Linked DNA regions of Mus musculus: regions 2, 3, 4, 5, 6 and 7 are each linked to region 1. Evidence: chromatin contacts called from public HiChIP or PLAC-seq, capture Hi-C and promoter capture Hi-C data. All regions are on one chromosome and are shown on one strand. Each heading gives the region's core, a stretch centred on a gene start, on an enhancer-like site or on the middle of the called end of the contact. The rest is flanking DNA. Distances are from core to core; before and after follow the strand shown.

The links. Promoter capture Hi-C pulls out the DNA fragments that hold promoters and counts their contacts. HiChIP or PLAC-seq counts read pairs in DNA pulled down with a chosen protein or histone mark. Capture Hi-C pulls out chosen DNA fragments and counts their contacts.
Region 2: a promoter capture Hi-C map of hippocampal neurons shows a contact between it and region 1, with 3 times the contacts expected there. The contact joins the promoter of 3110040N11Rik here to the promoter of Zscan2 in region 1. A contact is called at or near these places in 1 of 39 promoter capture datasets (hippocampal neurons) and 2 of 115 datasets of contacts at active chromatin or transcription factors (bone marrow-derived macrophages and pancreatic cancer cells).
Region 3: a capture Hi-C map of macrophages shows a contact between it and region 1, with 3 times the contacts expected there. The contact joins the promoter of Prc1 here to the promoter of Zscan2 in region 1. A contact is called at or near these places in 3 of 39 promoter capture datasets (the C10 cell line, liver and pre-B cells), 1 of 115 datasets of contacts at active chromatin or transcription factors (pancreatic cancer cells) and 2 of 9 other capture datasets (liver and macrophages).
Region 4: a contact with region 1 is called in a promoter capture Hi-C map of liver, with 3 times the contacts expected there. The contact joins the promoter of Idh2 here to the promoter of Zscan2 in region 1. A contact is called at or near these places in 2 of 39 promoter capture datasets (both in liver) and 2 of 9 other capture datasets (adipose tissue and liver).
Region 5: a promoter capture Hi-C map of pre-B cells shows a contact between it and region 1, with 5 times the contacts expected there. The contact joins the promoter of Cib1 here to the promoter of Zscan2 in region 1. A contact is called at or near these places in 3 of 39 promoter capture datasets (liver and pre-B cells), 1 of 115 datasets of contacts at active chromatin or transcription factors (pancreatic cancer cells) and 2 of 9 other capture datasets (adipose tissue and liver).
Region 6: a contact with region 1 is called in a promoter capture Hi-C map of adipose tissue, with 3 times the contacts expected there. The contact joins the promoter of Sema4b here to the promoter of Zscan2 in region 1. A contact is called at or near these places in 1 of 39 promoter capture datasets (liver) and 2 of 9 other capture datasets (adipose tissue and liver).
Region 7: an H3K27ac HiChIP or PLAC-seq map of large pre-B cells shows a contact between it and region 1, with 5 times the contacts expected there. The contact joins the promoter of 5430400D12Rik here to the promoter of Zscan2 in region 1. A contact is called at or near these places in 2 of 115 datasets of contacts at active chromatin or transcription factors (embryonic stem cells and large pre-B cells) and 1 of 9 other capture datasets (liver).

What each region holds. Positions count from the first base shown.
Region 1 is chr7:80,859,538-80,862,237 of GRCm38.p6, forward strand. It overlaps Zscan2 (zinc finger and SCAN domain containing 2), which reads left to right and starts at 1,394. Exons shown (of 3, transcript NM_001382511.1): 1 at 1,394-1,540.
Region 2 is chr7:81,788,073-81,790,772 of GRCm38.p6, forward strand. 3110040N11Rik (RIKEN cDNA 3110040N11 gene) reads right to left here and starts at 1,383. Exons shown (of 5, transcript NM_026077.4): 1 at 1,283-1,383; 2 at 378-504. The coding sequence starts at 1,312.
Region 3 is chr7:80,293,117-80,295,831 of GRCm38.p6, forward strand. It overlaps Prc1 (protein regulator of cytokinesis 1), which reads left to right and starts at 1,360. Exons shown (of 15, transcript NM_001374624.1): 1 at 1,360-1,475. The coding sequence starts at 1,465. It also overlaps a transcript of Rccd1 not described here.
Region 4 is chr7:80,114,076-80,116,775 of GRCm38.p6, forward strand. It overlaps Idh2 (isocitrate dehydrogenase 2 (NADP+), mitochondrial), which reads right to left and starts at 1,275. Exons shown (of 11, transcript NM_173011.2): 1 at 1,087-1,275. The coding sequence starts at 1,201.
Region 5 is chr7:80,231,548-80,234,247 of GRCm38.p6, forward strand. Cib1 (calcium and integrin binding 1 (calmyrin)) reads right to left here and starts at 1,258. Exons shown (of 7, transcript NM_011870.5): 1 at 963-1,258; 2 at 797-831. The coding sequence starts at 1,013. It overlaps Gdpgp1 (GDP-D-glucose phosphorylase 1), which reads left to right and starts at 1,346. Exons shown (of 2, transcript NM_178752.3): 1 at 1,346-1,658.
Region 6 is chr7:80,197,247-80,199,946 of GRCm38.p6, forward strand. It overlaps Sema4b (sema domain, immunoglobulin domain (Ig), transmembrane domain (TM) and short cytoplasmic domain, (semaphorin) 4B), which reads left to right and starts at 1,342. Exons shown (of 14, transcript NM_001360135.2): 1 at 1,342-1,524. The coding sequence starts at 1,407.
Region 7 is chr7:79,919,361-79,922,060 of GRCm38.p6, forward strand. It overlaps 5430400D12Rik (a long non-coding RNA gene), which reads left to right and starts at 1,289. Exons shown (of 2, transcript XR_003946805.1): 1 at 1,289-1,579; 2 at 1,689-2,700. It overlaps Ap3s2 (adaptor-related protein complex 3, sigma 2 subunit), which reads right to left and starts at 1,280. Exons shown (of 6, transcript NM_009682.3): 1 at 1,149-1,280. The coding sequence starts at 1,217.

The sequences.
Region 1 (2,700 bases), core at 144-2,643:
CGCTCAACTGGCCAGGAAGAACGACGCTGCAACAGGATCCTTCTGCACACGTTTATTGGGAGAGCTTGATTGTAGAGGCGAAAAGACCCTGAGCCCAGAACTGGTGCTGCTTACATAGGCCTAGGAGAGGTGTGTCTCACATCTGATTGGTTAACTTGTCTTGGCAAAAGAACCTTCACTGCCTATGTATGTGTAGTGGCCAGCAGTAGCCAACTGCCACTCTGCAACTGCCACTCTGCAACTGCCACTCTGCAACGGCTTCCCACACTTAACCACTGAACCATCTCTCCAGCCCCCAAGTCAAGGGTTTTAACTAGAGCGAGTAAGGGAGTAAAAGTTTGTATGCTCTTTGGGAAGAGAGCAATCCGTACAGAGTAGGAATGGCTGTGTCGGGGACAGAAGTGGGTTTAGATTTATCCTTTATCTGTTATCCTCTCCCTGTCCCTCCATTAAGGCGGGCACTAAAACAAAGTGGCACACTTTTCTTGGAAGCTCATTTCACCCAGTCTTGGGGCTTAAGTGCCCTCAAAGCTGAAAAGTTCACTTGGTGAAGGGGTAGCAGGCACTCCATGCATACTCTTATCTAGAGATACCCTGAAGCCAGTTGAAGCTGAGCCAACTAGTAGACCACTACCATCTATTGCTGTTCTTTACATCCTGTTTTGGGGACCTTGAGATGACCCATCTGGAAGGACCACTATTGTCCTTTGTGTCCTGTTTTAGGGTGCCTGGGTGGTCATTCCCTCCCAGAGCTAACCTCTTGCCTAACTGTAGGGCAGGTTCCAAGGAGCCGACTATAGACTAGGACTTACAAAGCAGAAAGAGCGGGGCGGGGCTTTCGTGAAGACGCAAGAATACCACGTGTGAAAACAAAGGGGAGTGCAACCCCGGAGTGCAAATGCCTGTGCGTAGCTGCAAATTTCCAGGAGAGGTGCGAACTTGGGCCAAGAGGAACTTTGATTGCGCAGATTTCTTCTCTGCTTAGAGTCAGCTTTTGGCTCTCGAGGGCTCATTTGCCACTCAATTCTCAGCTGAAAAAGACTGATACATTCACCCAGCTTTCATTTTTTATAGATAAATACACGCGAGCTTTAGAGAATTGGCACTATCTGTCTCAGGTGAAAGCTTTGGGCAGTACTAGAAGACAGACAGCTAGTCCTGGGTCGTCCTCTGCCTCTGATCCGGAGGCATTACTTACGGCTATCAAACCCTCTGTTCGCTCAGGTACAAACCACCCCCCCCCCCGTCTCTGGGTAAACTACATTTCCCGCAATGCATCGGGTGGAACTTCCCTCCCAACGCCCATCTGGACGCAGTTTTCACCAATAGTGGAGCAGAATTTCAGGAACTGTTGTGGACAGCCAATGAGAGTGGCCATGGGCGGGCCTCTCCCGTCCATTGTTCTCTGTGCCCCTTGGGCTTGAGCTGAGGTGAATCCAGAGGGGCCGGGCCGGGCCGGGCCAGACCGTGGGGTGCTTTTGCGCTCAGAGAGATAGCGGGAACAGGACCTGGTCCCTGGAGAGGCGAGCGGGAGAGGCAGGTCAGGAGCCGCGCGCCCCGCGGGGAACAGCCAGAGAGACAGCGAGTAACGGGCCTGGAGCCAGCTCAGGGCAGTTTGGGGGAGGGGCGTCGGTGTCCGCGCCCGACGGGCTGGACGCGCAGCTCTGCGTCCTGGTTCTTCGGAGCCCTCGAGGCTCCGCTCACACCAGAGCGCTGGGTACGCGCAGCCTAGGAACGCAGGCTTTACACTGGGAAGGGATGCTCGACGACATCCCACCGAGCCGCCTCCTTGACCAGGTGGGGAAACTGAGGTTCTGAGGGGGCGTGTCGGAGCCAGGCTTAGCTAATAAGCTGTCTAGGTTCAGTGTTCCCGGGATGTCCAGGAAGAATTACGATGTATTTGTGTTTCACGTAGTCATTTTGGACAAATTGACATTGGGAGCTTCAGTTTTCTTTCTGTTGTTGCTGTTCTGTTTTAACTTTTGCTATTTTCATGGGGGAGGGCATGTTATCTGATTCTATGGTGTAATGATTTTTTAAAAATAAATATTCATTGCTTTCATAATACTTAAATAGTTTTTAATTCCACTGCTTTGAATATTTTGTAGAGCTACTACTCAGATCTAGGTGTGTGTCCCCCACACCCCCACCCCCCGCAATGATCCCCATGTGTGTTCATTTAAAAAGGAATTGGGCAGGCAGTAATCTCAGCACTCAGGAAGCAGGACAGGCAGGTCAGGAGTTCGAGGCCAGCGTGGGCTACATAATGAGATCTTGCTTCAGAAGCAAAAAAATAAACAGAAATGTCTGTACTGAACATGTAGGAGCGTTCTCGTTATTATTCCCAAACAGTACAGCATACCAACTGTTTACATATTATTTACACTTAAGTATATGTTGTCTAGAGATGATTGAAGGTATTTGGTACACCATTTTATATAGGGGCCTTGAGGAGTCCTGGATTCTGGGATCTGGGAGATTATCTGAGGGCAACCTCCTTTGAAATATAGCACTAATGACTTGTAGTGAAGCTGGGGGCACCTTGACATGCGATCCATTAGTAATCACTATGATGTTCCATATGATAAGGATGAGTGTTATCTATTCATTAAGTGGTCACTGAGGTTGAATGACTAACCTCTTTGTTAGGTCACAGTCTCTGAAGGGAGTCTGAACTGACTTAGGGTAGGATATGTCAGT
Region 2 (2,700 bases), core at 133-2,632, 930 kb after region 1:
GATTTCCTAATGTGTCCTTCCTAAACATTTTATTGTTTAGAGACAGGGTCTTGTTGTAGTCTAGCTGACCTCCTGCCTCAGTTCCTAACTAAGTACTTGTGAATTATTGGCATATATGACCAGGCCCATCTACAAAATACCACATTTTTAAAAAGGAAAAGATACACAGATTCCATCTGATTTGGTATTAAATATTGTACATTTTCTTTCAAATACCTCTATATGAGACTATAGAATGTTTAGATGGAGAAGCTTCTAAACGCAGACATAAAAAATACCATTTACAGTTACAGGATAAGCTTTTAGATAACAAGGCAAAAATAAGATGAAAACGCTGCTTTATCCACATCCAAATCCCACCCAGTGCTCAGACGTACCTGTCACAGCGTTCTGTCTGGAGCCAGGTTTGGCATGAATGGCTATGGTGACAAAACCTTTAGGGTCAGTTGCTACAGGCCCTGCAGCAGGAGGTGCTGTCTCTGGTTCTTTGGTTTGGTTTTTACCCTAAAATGACACACAATTTCACAGGTAACAAAATACTTCAGTTATTTTGAGCCATCACTACCCTCACCTTCACTAAACTGGGCCTACATGCAGAAACTAGCCACCACCGTGCTCCTCCCACATCCCTTCATGATCCAACATACAGAGACAGAGAGGGGGGTGGGGTGGGGCTGTCTCTGTGTAGGTATGTGTTCTACTTAAGATCTCTTGGCTAGCTTAGGACTTGTTCCCACAGTCTACTTTATCGTTTCTATTTCTCAAGAGAAGGGGCATTTATTAGTCATCTTTATAGCCAATGCATCCTAACGCTCAAGAGTGGGTGAGGAGTCCATTGCAGAAAGAACGACGACTGGTATTTAAATGCCATCTAACAACTTAACAGAAAACAACTTCCAGGGCAGTATGCGGACAGCGGGTATGAAGAGGAATAAGGATTCAAACTCCCTGACTTCAAGGGGCTGGGATCACAGCGACAGAAAACAAAGGGATATTAGGGGAGGGAGTGCAGTCTCATTGACAGAAGGAAGCGATCAGCCACCATAGGGAGGCAGAACGCACAGCCTGCCGGGAAGTGTAACCCTCAGAGTGAGAGAGCAAAGACGGTGGTCAGCGGGTGCGCAGTGGAGCCTACTCATCCTTAGGGCGAGCTAATGTGCGACCCAGGAAGTCTCAGACCTGGACCCGAAGGGAGGTCTTCCGCCCTCCAGGCGCTGCGTCTGTTCCCCGCCAGTGTAGCCCCGTGGCCCACCCTCTCCACAACACGAGGCTTGCCACTGGCCTTGCTTGTCGCACCGGCTTTCTTAGGCATTGTGGAACCACACAGGAGTCTAACAGAGGCCAAGCACACCGACCTACAGCAAGCAGCAGCATCCCAACCACGCAGGCGCCAGCGTGGCGGAAGAGTTCTGTGCGCCTGCGCAAGTCATGGGCGGAAGCGGCAGGCGCGTCGGCCGGCACCTAAGAGTGCCACCTCGCCCCGAGATGGCACTGTTTTCCTTCCTTTGCAACCTGCCAGCCTCAGGGTGTGATCCATTGGTGAGCCATCTTTGCCAGCAGAGGGAAAATTGTCACCTATCCTTAGGGTTGGCAAGAGCAGCCAGCCTCGGTGCTCGCCTGCCCAACGCGGCACCATGGCAATTCGCACAGGGCAGTGCGCAAGGAGAGGAGATCCACTGTGGAGTTGAATACAACCGTTCGTGAAACTGAAGCAGAGGCAAATCAATGCAAGTGCTAAAGTTAGGGACTGGCCTTGTCCAATAAGGTTAGAATGTATAGATGGTATATGCCCAGAGGTAGGAAGATCTGCTACCTAAATGGGAGATGGCTTGTTACCATTTTGAGGATCTTTGGGACCTGAATAATCTGAGATGGGGAAAAGATTAACTGAAGATGCCCGAGTCTACGGCTAGCAGTTGTGGCAGTCCGAGGGGGAGTTTTCAGGGTACATTAAGTTTGAAATGATTGGAGACATCCAAGTGGAATAGTTAAGGAGCTACCTGAATACATAACCAAATTATCAGTGACCTGTGCCAGTGAGAGGGGAGTTAAGGAGGAGGACAGAGACTGTGACAAATGTCAAAGGGCGACAGCATTCAGATTCACAAACAGGTGAGACTGGAATGTGAGTGCTGAAAACAGCCACTAAAGGTTGGGATCAGAATGGGATGTCTCATTTTACTCTCCCAGAGACACCCTTTCCACATGACACGTTAAGTGGTGTGTTGTGAGAAAGTGGCTAAAGCCTAAGACTCAGGTGATTCAGGTGTTAAACCACACCACACCTTTTTTGAAATACATTACAAATAGAGGCACAAAGTGGAGCCAAAACTATACTGTAGTAATTTGATGAATTTTGAGGTGAAATCATGATGCCCTAAAAATATTTACATTACGATTCATAACAGTAGCCAAATTAGTTAGGAAGTAGCAACAAAAGTAATGTTACCGTTGGGAGTCATCACAGCATGAGGAACTGTATTAAAAGGTTGCAGCATTAGGAAGGTTGAGAACCACTGCTCTAGAGACTTGACAGTTTTTATCAGGGGAGGAACACGGATTGGTGTATTTCTGATGGTGCCTGGATGGGCAAAGGAGGGGGAAGCAATGTCCTCTAAGGAACCGTCAGCCTTCTCCACAGGTACCTCTAGAGTACCTCATCACCAGCTAGAAAGGACAGGACCCCGCCTCAGGTCAATC
Region 3 (2,715 bases), core at 110-2,609, 570 kb before region 1:
CCCCATATACACACACAAATTTAATAAATGTATTTATCATAAAAAAGAGAAGCAAATAATGAGACTCTTATAGATGGTACAGTTGACCAATACAGAAAAGCAGACAATTTTAGTTATAATTCAGTATAAACTAGATTTTGTTTTATTTTGGGCCTATAGATGGAAGCTAGTGGTTTAAAAGCGCATTGCTAATCACCAGTGCTGTGGGTAACAAGGATACTCCAGGTAAAGTTTGGTGCAGAAGATAGGTTAATAAGTACCTCTTCGCAAAGGAGAATTCAATAATTACACTTCTACAAATCATTTTGGAGGAGGTAGCAAAAAAGAAATTCATCTCAGCTTTATTACAAATTTTAGTCTGAGTAGCAAAGGAGATACTCCCATAGCAGTGTATTAGGTAATAGTAAATCATTGAAAATGGGATACAGATGCTATGGGTCAGTGGGAAGAAAAGGACACACAAATACTTTGGTTGTTTTTTGTTTTTGTTTTTTGTTTGTTTGTTTGTTTGTTTTGGTTTTTCGAGACAGGGTTTCTCTGTGTAGCCCTGGCTGTCCTGGAACTCACTTTGCGGACCAGGCTGGCCTCGAACTCAGAAATCCGCCTGCCTCTGCCTCCCAAGTGCTGGTATTAAAGGCGTGCGCCACCACGCCCGGCTACACAAATACTTTGATGTCATGTTCAAATTGTGGAGTTTTCCTGATTTACCTAAATCTTATAATGTGCAAGAAAAACAAAGCCCAAATCACCATTTGCTCACAGCTAAATTGGGCAAGTCAGTTTTTTCCTGTAGCCCAAACTATTTCCCTGTCCTGTCTCTGCCGCCTACGTTCTGGAAAAGCTACTCAAATCTTTTTCTTCAGGATAGTGATGATCATTATTAACAGGTGTGTTCTAATGATTAAATGCGATAAACTTGTCCACTAAGGTACCAGGACCAAGAGCCTGGTTTTTTTTTCCTTCTAAGCTTTCCTGCTAGTCCCTGCTCCTCTTGGGACATTGGAGAGTAGCAAGAAGTCGAGCTGTTCTGGCAGTCTACCCAATACTTCTCAGGAAGCACAAAAATTTGAAACCCAACGGCAGCAACTCAGTGGGTACCGGTGACATCATCGGCCACACCCCTACACCCCACCCTTGAGGCGGGCATAGGTGCACGCATGCGCATATTGAGGCCCGCACGCTCCCCGTGCAAGCGCTTCCCACGCCCTAGGCGGTCTCTGTATCCCAGGCCTAGGCAGCAGCCCTTCGCAGGAGGGGCGGGACGAGGGCGGGGCTCCGTGAGTGGCGGACGCGGTAACCAATTGTCATTTGGCACCGCCTCTGGCTCGGTTTGAATTCCGCGGGGTCCAACGGCTCGAGAGTGGAGACGGACTCCGGGTGAAGTCTGCTGCGGCTGGTTACCGTTCTCCGTCCCGCGCGTGGCAAGTGGAGGGTCTCGATTCTGGACAGCTTGGAGCGTCCACCATGAGGAGAAGGTGCGGGTCTCTTAGGGGCGGGACCCATTACTGAGGTGCGGGTCTGGTACCAGGTTCGACAAGCTGGGTTCGCCGGTCTTCAGGCACCGATGTCTGTGGCTGGGGCGCTCGAAGCCGGCTCCGGAGGGCATCTGTGCCCGAGGCCACTAGCGGGGCGAGCAGCGGGGACAGCGCGGGGTTGACACGCTTCCTCGAGGCCGGGGTGGGTTTGTCTCAGGCCTGGCGTAGCTGGCGGCCGAGCTCAGGTGCCGCCGCAAGTCGCGGCTACTCGGCCTCTTCTCTGTGTAAACGCTGAGCATGTAATGGTGTGGGCTTCTCATCTCTTGAGTATAGTCTGTAATCGCATTGCTCGGGAGGCTAGAACAAAATCGATTCGAGTTTAGCCTAGGAGATGTAGTTTAAGACTAACCTGGGCTACGGAGTGAGACAGTACAAAAAGCCCTGAAGTTTTTTTAACCTTAAAGTTTTAAATGTATCGTTTTTTCTTCGTGTCTTACAGTTCCGCGTTTTTACTTGAGTTAGGAAGACGGCTTGAGCCGGCCAGTGGTGGCACACGCCTTTAATCCCACCACTTGGGAGGCGGAGGCAGGCGGATTTCTGAGTTCGAGGATAGCCAGGGCTACAGAGTGAGTTCCAGGACAGCCAGGGTTACACAGAGAAACCCTGTCACAAAAAAAAAAAAAAAAAAAAAAAAAAAAAAAAAAAAAAGAAAGAAAGAAAGAAAGGCTTTATTTCCTTGCAAGTTAACAAATTCGAATTCTTTTCCGGTCGTTTTAAGATTCCCAGGCGGGGTTAGAGAGATGGTTTAGCGGCTAAAAGCACTGATTGCTCTCCCAGAGGAGGTGGGTTCAATTTCCCAGCACTCACAAGGCAGCTCACAACTGTCTTTAACTCCAGTTCCAGGTGATTTTTGACACCCTCACATACAGACATACATCTAGGAAAAACACCGACGCACCTATGAAAATAAATAAAAAGAATCCTCTATTAAAAAGAAAATTCCCGGGCACTGCTTGGGAGTGCCCGATTGGAAATCCAATCAGAACTGACTCTTTGAGTAAAAGGCTGAATGCCGTTTTCGAATTTATAAAATAATTTTCTGCAACGAGTTGGGTGACAAGGCTTTGTAATTTCTAAGAATCTTGGTTTTGTGATTATAGATTTTGATCATTTTTTTTACCCCCAGATACTTGGCCTCAAGAGTCTGGGAATAGAATGAAAACAACTGACAAGTAGTATT
Region 4 (2,700 bases), core at 25-2,524, 750 kb before region 1:
GGTCAGCTGCTCCCACGGTGAGTTAACGATTACCACTCTAGCCAGAACAAACCCCATAGCCAAACCCACCCCCTCTTCCTCATTCCTCTGGCTAACCCCAAGGGGTTTTGAGCCAGGTCAGGATAGAATTTCCGTGGCAACAGGCATCAAAAGAGGCCACCAAGTGCTCTACATTGTTCCGTGCCTTTTGTAGCAAGGCGCTGAGTAGCAAGGGTATGAAAGATGCCCACATGCCAGGTTGGGCAATCTGTTAGTAATGGAGACTCTAAAACCCTGATTATTTTGTCCGGAGTTGCGCCTTCACGTCTAAGAAGTAAGCTGAAGGCAACGCAGAGATCTCATGGGAACGACTGACTGCAGAAAAATGACAATATGCGTGCAGTGCCAGGTCTCCACAGCTTGTATGCCAGGCAGGACCCACTCACATGCAGCAGCTCGTGGTTGGCCCAGCAAGGGGCCAGGAGAGGGCCCAGACTGAGCGTCCTGCGCAGCGAAGGGTGGGGGAGTGGCAGAGAAACAAAAGCGGGAAAAATGGAAGGACATTCCTCCAGCTGTCGAGTAAAGGTTCCAAAAATAGCTGACGTGGGCCTGTTGGAGAGGAGGGACCAGAGTACGCAGGGATTGGAGAGAAGGGGAAGTGGAGGCCTCTCCTCCTCGCCTTTGTCTGAGCCGGGAGCGCGAGGTGACCCTCCTCTGCCTAGGGCTGCAGCAGGCCGCTCCAGCCCCTCTTGGTCGCTTGTCCCCTCCAAAGGCCCAAGGCAGTCATGATACCCCACCCTGGGTCCAGGTACCTCTGGAAATGCTCCCCCGGAATACCTGGAGAACCCCAGCCCTGATAGGACCCAGCAATCCCGCCCCAGGCCACCAGCTGCCACTATCCCCTGGGTCCCCACCCCTGCGCCTGCAGCGGCCCAGGCGCGCGGGGCGCGGGAGCTCGGTGTAAGGCCACCTCCCGGCCCTTTGTAACCCGCACGCCGCTGTTCCCCGACCGCCGGCGTGTCGCGAGTGGCACTCCAGGGTCCCCCTCCCGGGACGTCGCCACGTCGCAGCGCTGCACGCGAGCCCGCCCCCCGGTGCGACACTCACAGTGGCGCCGCGGCTGCTCCGGCCAGCTGGGGACAGTCAGTGCTGCCGGTGCCCAGGTCCGCGCTGAGCCCGAGGCTCTGCAGAGCGAGCTCACAGCCCGCAGGTAGCCGGCCATCCCGAGCACGCGAGGTCCGAGCACGCCGCTGCACCGGGCTGTGCGGTGGGGACTCTAGGCTGGCCCTGGTGGCTGGGACCCAACCGGGGCGGAGCTGCAGAACCTGCCGCCCCATTGGGTCTCACCCGGGAGAAGGCGGGTCCACGCCAGGGCAGGAGCCTGCTCGACACCCTTGGGCCTGTTCCAGAGCTCAGGCGGCCCCAGTGCTGAGCCCGCGCTTTCTGGGAGCCTCCATATATCCTCAAAGCATCAGGTACCGGGGAGACCCATCGGGCCGCGGGGGCTCACGGCTGCAAGACTCCCCGCTTCCGTTAGAATGTCAGCTGCAGACACGTCGCCTTAGTCCCCTGCGTCCTTTGCGTTTAGCTGACCGACGGACCTGAGGCGCTTTCATCAAGACAATGACAAGCTTTGCCGTCTTGAACCTAGACCATGGCAACTTGGGTCTCCCCCAGGTAGCGTCCAGTTGGGTGGACTAACCAGGATCGAGAGTTGAAATGCCAAGTACGGTGGAGGCAAGAGGATGAGAAGTTAGGCTACATACCAAGTTCTAGACCAGCCTGGGCTATATGAGACGCTGCGGGGCGGGGCGGGGGGGGGGGCGGCTGGAAATCCTCCTTCTGCTCCTGACTAGGCCAAACTCCTAGCCCCAAAGTCCTTCATCATGGCCGACTCTGTCTCTTCTGGACATAAGAGTGCCTGCCAGGAGACTTCTGTGACATTTGTGTGTAAAGGTTTGAGGTATGTTCATCCTTCAATAGTACAACCACTGCCCAAGTTAATTATATTCTATGCTAGTAGTTATGTAGCCCTGAAGGAAAGCCCATGTCTCCTATATCCTAGGCAAAGGTCCATCCACAACCCAGCCCAACAGCTCCTAGTTTACCTGTTTGCGTGGGGAAACAAACAGAAACATACAAGCTAAATCCATCACTGTTCATTTTCTTGAAGTAGGGGTCACTGAAGTCTGGGTTTTGTGTATCAAATATCACAAATCCACCCCAGCTCTCCCAGTCACACCAACTCACTCCAGATGAGAGCAACCTTTCTGCCCTGTGCTCCCAGCTTCCCAACCCAGCTTCACAGTGTTGTCAGGTGGAGCTATGCCAGGAAAGTGGCCTTGAACTGCCAACATCAAAGCTTCCCTCCTGGAGTCTCAATCCATCCGAGTCACAGATTTGGTTCTGGGATCCAGTACAGAGAGTATATGCAAAGGAGAGACATCTGGGTCCCTCCAGGGACTGAGGAAAGGAATAGGAAAGTCTGGCCTGGGGCAGCATGTTCCAGAACAGTCTGAGAGCCCTTCTACGAGATTCCCAGTTCTCTTGTGTAAACACCGGTAAAGACCACAGAGGTTGTTGACTTGGGCTTTCATGCCATCCTGGAAATACCAGACCCCTGGACTCCAGGATCCACACGTGCAAGGTCGGAGAACAGACTTCCTATGCATCTTTCTAGACCAGTTAGAGTATGGATGAAGGTCAGCTACCTGCACTGCC
Region 5 (2,700 bases), core at 8-2,507, 630 kb before region 1:
TCTTAGCTTTTTTTTTTTCCCAGTATGGCCACATTGGATACATTTCGTTTCTCTGCTTTTCAATATTGTCCCTTTCCTTGGCCTACTGAGGACAGGTAGCACAGCCTAGCTGGTTAGGACTGCCTGTGTGGGCCAAGTACCTGGACTCTAACATTACAGTAACAAAAACACATGTTACCTCCACTCCAGAGACTCCTCTCAGCCACCACCTCTTTCCCAGTAGAATTTCATTGTGGGGCTAGGAACCTAACTCAAGCGCTCTGGCCAGCAAATCACTTATAGTGTGCTTTATAGTCAAGTTCTCAGAACTCTCTGAACCTGATTCCTTGATCTGTAACCTCCTCCTGAAGTAATGTGTGGATCACTCAGGAGCTACTGGGCAGAGTAAGGGTTCAGTAAACGTTAACGGTTACTGAATTAAACAGGTAAAGTTGGGATTGGAGCGAGCCACGTACAAGACCTCTTGGTTTTGCCAGAGGGCAAAGTCCGCAAAGAGTCACAGCAGTTCCTTTTAGAAGCGAGCAGGAAGCTCGGCAGTGAGGAGGCTAGAGGAGCTCAAACAGTTCAACTTTTCCTGGATACACAGAAGTGTTTGCGTGGTGCAAAGGTGAGGCTCTGGAGCGGGTGGGACTTGCACTCTGAGCCTCCGACTCCAGATCCAGTGATCCTGACATCCCAGAAGCACAGCCCCACCCTCGGAGGTGAGACGTCCAATCCGTATCCCGCGAGAAAAGTACCCGCAAAGCCCTCCCCTGGCAATCCCGAGTTGGAGGACCGGGGTCAGGGCAGCACTCACAGGAGGATCTCCTGCTTGGTCAGGAACGTCAGGTCCTGAAAGGCAAATCCAGACAAGGGTCTGCAAGCCGCCCGAAAGCCACGGCCGCCCCGCCACCTGTTCCCCGAACCCCACTCCCCTGCGCGGGCTCGCACGCGAGCTCCGCGAGAACTGGCGCCCCGCGCACCTGGTACTCGGCCAGCAGCTCCTTAGACAGGCGACTGCCCGAACCTCCCATCGCCGCGGTGCGCGCACAGCTAGGCCAACTCTCCCCGGGACGCCGGCAACTTTCTCACTTCCGTCCTCGGGGCCGCGTCCCCGCCCAGTCCCCGTAGCAACCGCTGCCTGGCCTCCGCCCCCGGGCCCGCCCCTGCCTACAGTGCCCCGCCACCCTTAGCGCCGCTCAGCGGGCCGGCTCCCGGCTCCCCGCGGGCCCAGGAGAGCTGGAGGGAGGGCCCGGGGAGGAGCCGGACGCATCGGGGCGGGGCCCAGGCCTCGTGGCCCCGCCTTCTAGTGGGCGGGGCGGAACGAGCCATGCGCACGTGATGCAGACTGCGCCTGCGTCGCGGTCTTCACGCGTTTGCTGAGTTCCGGGACCCGTCTGTGCACTGAGCCTTGAGATGCATCCGCCTCACCTAAATCAAGTGCAGAAGACCCCAGCTCTGGGTGGAGGCGGGTAACCTCCATACTCGCTCCCGGGCTGGAGGAGATCCGGTGCCCCTCTGCGGATAGGGTCAGTCCTAGACTGTCTCACGGGACAAGAGCTGCAGCCTCTGCCACCGTGCCAATTCTTCCAGAAGAAGCTTAGCTTCCTCTTGAAGTGGCTCTTGAAGGTGTTTACTGGATTGTGCAGTTATCGCCCATTCGTGGAACAGTTAGCAAGGTAGGCTTCCATTTTACAAACAGGTTCAATTTCAGTGATGTGTCCGGACTCCGGTATTTAGAGGTCAGTTCTGTCCACAGGTCCCTCCTGCTGTTTTATCGTCACAGCTGGGGTGCCTCCTTTGATTCCTCCCACAAATTGCGAGCTTCCAGCTGTAGGAACCAAGATTTGCCCTTCTCTCCTCTCAAATAATAATCAGATGCAAGTATGAACATATTTACACTGTGTGAAAAAGTGAAGATTCCAAGCTTCCGGAGGAGGAAATGTGGATTTTGTGATCTGGGTGGTCAACTTGGTTGGATCTGGAGTCAAGGAGAAGGGAAACAGCTTGACACTCCTGTGAGGGATTTTCTTTTTTCTTTTTTTTTTTTTTTTTTGCTTCGTCACCTGGCACAACAGGGCCAAGTCAATTACAATTTATTTGAGAATATTTTAACTTCGTACTGGACTGGTATTCATTCCTAGAGAAGTCTGGTCCTTCATCCGGCCAGTCCAGCTAGATGTTCCATACCCTCTGGGTAGGAGACTGTAAACCTTGCTTCTCATGCTTCTTTCTCTCTGCTCCTTCTTTAGCCTCCAGGAGAGGTGCAGGCTCTACCGCAAAGCCCAGGGGCTATGGCTTGCTTTCCTGGTCCACTCAGGGTCTTACCTCATAGAAACCCCTGAGCAGAGGGATTTTCTTGATCAGTTTATTTGAAGTGCGAAAATCTACTGCGGCAGTGCGCTCAGGTGGCAACCCGTACCAAACGGAAACGGAAGATGGCTTTTGGCCTGTTTGCCTTGGCTTGCTGATAAGTCTCTATCCTGTACCTGCCACTAAGGATTTCCTTTAATGACATTAGAATCATAGTGTTCCAGCTGCCAACTCAGATTGAAGACCAACAGCTCTCTAGGAACCCAGCACCGGCTTGGGACTGCAGAGATGCATCCTTGGGGACAGCTGCCGCTGTTGATCAGCCCAGACAATACTGAGTAAACCAATTTAATAAATCCCCTCTTAGTAAATATTCATCAGTTCTGCTCCTCGAGAGCAGTAATTCTC
Region 6 (2,700 bases), core at 92-2,591, 660 kb before region 1:
TTTGCCTGCATATATATTTTATGTTACACACACAAACACACAGGTCAGAGGTCACAGCTTGTGGAGTAGACTCTGTCTACTGTGTTTGAGAAGAGATTAACAGGAGGAAAGGAAGCAGCAGTTAGAGCAGAAACAGTACATTTCAGATGATGGGTTAACCAGTGCAATTGGACATGTGGCATATGAGAAAAGACACGAGACTGTAGAAGGATGTCAGGGTGGTGACAGTACAGGAGTTGTGGAGCATGGGGAAGTCTGGATGTAAGAAAGAAGACCTGAGACCATCCAAGAGCTTGTCTGCTCTGACTGCCACCTGCCTGTGGGGGTGGGGAGGAGAGTAGAAAGATGTGGCTCTGGAACTGCCCACATGGGCACACATGGGCAGCAGCGAGTGCAGTGTAGCTTCGACAACTGCAGAAAAGTCTGGGGGAAGTGGTTTCATTGCCACAAGAACAATGAACACATATTTTTAAGTTTTTAATTTTATCCATTCACCTAGGAAAAGCTGAAACGGGTTTCCAAAACCTTGATGTCTTTGTTGATCTCCCCCTCTTTATTTCCCTCTATTCCTTTGCTGTGGCTCCACCAAATTGACTTCAGATTGGGGTACCTGCGGGTGGATACCTCTGGCGTCTCATTCCAGCCTTAGGGAATCCTTTCCTATGCTCAGCCACGTGCTGGTTGTGGGGGGGAAGGTCTAGCCTCTTTGGCAGTGCAGTCCGTGAAATCCTAATTATCCCACTTGAACTGATTCTGCGCCGGCCCCGGGCTTCGCGTGGACAGAATTCTAAGCATGGACAACCGAGCAGAGTATCTAGATTCTAGACCATGCATAGACCTCTCGCGGAAGTAAGACTGGAAAGCTACCAGTCTCCGTCTCAGAGTCTGCACAGCTCCCAGAGCGGGGGTGGGGGTAGGTAGGGGGCATGTGGGGCAGGGTTCCCGGGAGCCGGAAGGAGGGCGGGTCCGTGCGGCTTTGCGAGCTCCTCGGTCTCCGGGCTTCAGGTCCCCAGGCTCTGCTCCGCTCCCCCTCCCCCCCAGTGCCCCAAGTCGGGTGACTCGATCCAGCGCCCCTCGTACTTCAGCGCCCAGGAAGGAGGAAGGGGAAAGAGCTGGGCAAGGACCAGCTAGGAGGCCCGCCTACCCGTCGACTTCCTGCTCCGCGCCCTCCTCCCTGCGGCGAGAGCGCGGGGCTTTCACCCGCAGCACTGGGCAGAGGGAGCCTACGGTGCGGCGGCCCACGTGACCACCTTCCCTGCCGCCCACCCCCAGGTCCAGAGGCGGAGGCCGAGGGAAGGACTCCGGGCCGAACCGCGGGGCGGGGCTCCAGCCTGCGATTCCACTTGAGCAACCTGAGCCGGAGGAGGACGCCGCTGCCTGCTGCGGTCCGAGCTCCACGCGCCGCGATGGGCCGGGCGAGCCGCTCCGCTGTCCTGCGGCGCGCGCTGCTGCTGCTGCTGCTACTGCTGCTGCTGCGGACGACGACTACGCGGGCGCTCGGCCCCCGGATCAGTGTGCCGCTGGGTAAGTGCTATGGGGCGCGGCAGAAGGAGGGGAGCGCGGGCAACGAGATGCTTGGTGGGGTGGCCACGACAAAGGAGAGGTTGAGGTCCACTAGGACCAGGAAAGCAGTTGTGGTCAAAGCGAAAGAGGAGGGAAAGCTAGGGAGCTGAGAGCCCTTTTCTTCCATTTTCTATCTGGACTTGGAGAGGGCCGCTTTCTTGCTCGGTTGCAGCTGCTCTTGCTCGGAGGGAGCACACTCGGCACTAGGGGCCTCAGGTGCCAGCCATCCTGCCTACTCATTTACTTGTCTTTGATGCTGACCAGAGTCAGCCTTGGAGCCACCAACGGCACGGGGCTGAGGGCACTGCTGCTGGCCGTGCTATAAACTCTGGGCTTATGATATTCTCAGTCAGCCACAGCAGAGCCTGGAGTTTGGCGGGTGGGTGCCAGGTCTTTCCTCCCTGCCGGCCCATCTCTGACTGATCGACCTGGAGAATTCACCCCCTACTCCAAACACAGGGACTTGGAAACTGACATTGCGAAGACCCATCTGTACCCTGTCTAGAGGGGCCTGAGGGTATCACCCTGGTGGGCCACATTCCTTTTTTGGTGGTTTACAGCTGCCCCTGGCTGCCTGTGTTTCCAATCCTCCACTCATTCTTTACTTCCCTTAGTCTGATCGCCCCTGAACCTTTTCCAGGGAACCTCAACGTTTGGAATTCTAGGGACTTAGCCCAGTAAGTACTTCCTACTGCCCGCACTCCAGCTTCCTCCCCTGCAAAGTCGCCTCAGGCTTAGATACCTTGCAAAGTCATCTTGGGAAATTCATAAAACTTGGTGCATTCGGAGGGCATCAGGCACATAGGTGCCAACAGACAATGTTTGGCCAAACCCCTCTAAATTGCAAACTGTCACTGTGAGTTAGTGCATAAATTAGAGGTTACAGACTAAAACTCTACCAGACTTCCTACTCCATATTTGCATCCCCACCCCTAAAAGCATCCCATTTGCAAAAGGATAGAATCAGCTCTTCAGTTAAGGCCCCTAACAGGATCTCAGTCCCTTATCCAAAACATTGTTGGTAGCTCAAGTTCAAATCCTGTCTCAGCCACTTAGTTCCCACATGACCTTAAGTAAACAACTTCTCTGTGCCTTGATTTCTTCATCTGTAAAATGGGATATTAGCGCCTTGCTCAA
Region 7 (2,700 bases), core at 39-2,538, 940 kb before region 1:
ATAAACAACAAAAAATTGAAGTTGTATTCAGTGTTCTATTTAAAAACGTAGTTGGAAAATCCTATTTTAAAAAGCAAATACTTTTCATTTATGATGAAAAAAGGAATAAAAGACCCAGAGACATTTCTGTTTGTTTGTTTGTTTTTCAAAACAAGGTTTCTCTCTAAAGCCCTGGCTGTCCTGGAACTCACTGTGTAGACCAGGCTAGCCTCGAACTCAGAAATCCACCTGCCTCTGCCTCCCAAGTGCTGGGATTAAAGGTGTGTGCCAGAACCGCCCGGCAAGACATTTCTTAACGTGTACAAAAGGTGGGGCTGAAGCCTGAAAGTCTTCTGATTTTATTCCCTCTCAGACAGAACCAGTCTCTCAGGAGGATATTTTGAAACCTAACCACGAATAAAATATTGGGGTACAGAAGGCAAAGAACGGCATCTGCGTTTCCCCAAAGGAAATGTTTCCAGAAAATTCAAATGTGCACGAACATTGCTGAGGCATTCCATGATGGCATTTGTTTATTTGTTTAATTATATGATTTCTTAAGATGCGGTCTGGTGTAGCTCAAGCTGGCTTAGAACTAGCTGTGTATCTGAGGATAACTTTGAAGTCCTGATCCTCTCGCCTCCATCTCCCGAGTTCTGAGCTTTGAGGTGTGCACCACTACAACTGGCATCTTGTAAAAATAGCTCATTTCCCCCTAATTTTAAAAGAGACTTTCTGCAACCTTACAGGATAAAAAGTATCCCAACCCTGATAAGTGCCAGCCAATGCTGAAGCAAGTGATTCCACGAAAGAACTTCTCTCCATGCCCTTGAGAAAAAATAAACGTAAAAGAACCCAACGACCAGATCATCACAAAACTACGCTCATCAATTTAAAAAACAAAACAAATACAGAAACAAAAAACTAAAGACAGAGGCTGTCACCCAATATCTCAATGCGGCACACTGTGTACTGAGTCTGTCCCTAAGACCCAAGGGAAAGTGTCACAAAACACAGAAAAGCCAAGATCCAGGAAGGATGAGGGAGGAGCAGGGGGGTGGGTCATGCACGGTGCCAGAGCAGGAGATGCTGCTGAGCGCGGCTGCGGGCCGTGGGGAAGGGATGGCTCTGGTGCTCCGCAGGGGCATGGTTGGTGGGGCTGCACTCACAAAACGCTGGTAGAAGCGGACCAGCCGCGGTTTTCCATGGTTGTTGAAAACCAGAATCGCCTGAATCATCTTTGCCGGTCCCGCTTCTCTCGGTACCACCTGCTCCAAGAACGCACCTTCTTCCGGCACAACACGAACACTTCCTGTTGGTGTCCCGCTGAAAGCTGCTCCCGGAAACTTAGTCTCGGTACCCCTGGGCACCGAGCACTAAAGTGTCCTGCCGCTCTGGCACCCTGAGAGGTCGGCGCGCTTTCCTGGGGAGCACGGCTGTAGAAGCCCAGGAGCACGGTCGCCTTGGCCAGCCTGGGAACGAATCCAAGCCTGGCTGGGACTGAGCCCCTCATTCTGGTTCCATCCTGGAGCCAACCGTGTCGGCAGCAAGCATCGAGACTGGCAATTCCTGCCAGCAGCCGCGCCAGTTTGAGGGACCAGTAGGTGTTTGTGTTTCTTCTTCTAACCTTGGACTAGCAAAAGCTAGGCTTTTATGTTGCAGTGAATTAGGCAAAAGTCTGCCAGTCAAACGGTCATTCTCTCCTTTAGATGGTGAAAGTTGACATCATACGGGATCTCTCATCCAATCCCACATAAACGGAACGGTTGGTCTCAAACTGGTAACACCTTTTCTCATTTATTTATTCATTTAGTTATTCGTTTGTTTGTTTATATGTTATCTTTCTTTGAAACGGAGTCTCACTGTGTCGCCCTGCCTGGCTTTGAACTCAGAGATTCGCCTGCCTCTGTGACCCTAAATGCTGGGATTAAAAGCCTGCACCACCACATACATCCCTGGGATTTTAGTAAATAAAAATTCAAATGACTATTGCATTGAAGTGGGACAAAATGATTCAAATGTTGGACGGAAATGTCAAAGACAATTCTAAAACAGAGTAGCAAGAAGGAACCAGCTTTGCCCACCAATCAAACCAAGCAGGATAATTTGAAGTATGTTTTAAAGTTACATTTATATGGATTTTTTTGGAGAGGACCCACGCGCCTGCAACGGTGCATGTGTGGAAATCAGAGGACAATTTGGGGAGTCAGTTCTCTCTTGCTGTGTAAAAGATCTAATGTAAGCCATCAGACTTGGCAGTGCCTTTACCTCACAAGCCTCAAATCATAATTAAAAGGTGAAGTATTATTGAACTATAACACAATAGTCTGTGGTAAACAATTTTAAAGATTTAATTTTAATTATGTTGTATGTGTATATGTCCAAATGTTGCTTCAGGTGCCCTCAGAGACTAGAAGAGGCCACCTTAGAGCTGGAGTTTATAAGCAGCTGAAGTGAATGCTGGGAGCAACTCCAGTCGTTTGGAAGAGATGTAGTCTTTCCAAGCCCTTGGCATGAAATAATTTTAATATATGATGTAGGGGCTATCATAGTTTGGCTGTAGGAAGGAATTCCACAAGTGCTATTGAGATAACTGATTAACACTTTGAAGAAAAAGCAGCTTAGTTTTTTCATACTTTCATATATGTTAGGGCCACAGTGGATTAAAGAGGTAAGGAAAAAACAGAGTAAGGACCTGGGAGATGGCTCCACAGGCAAACT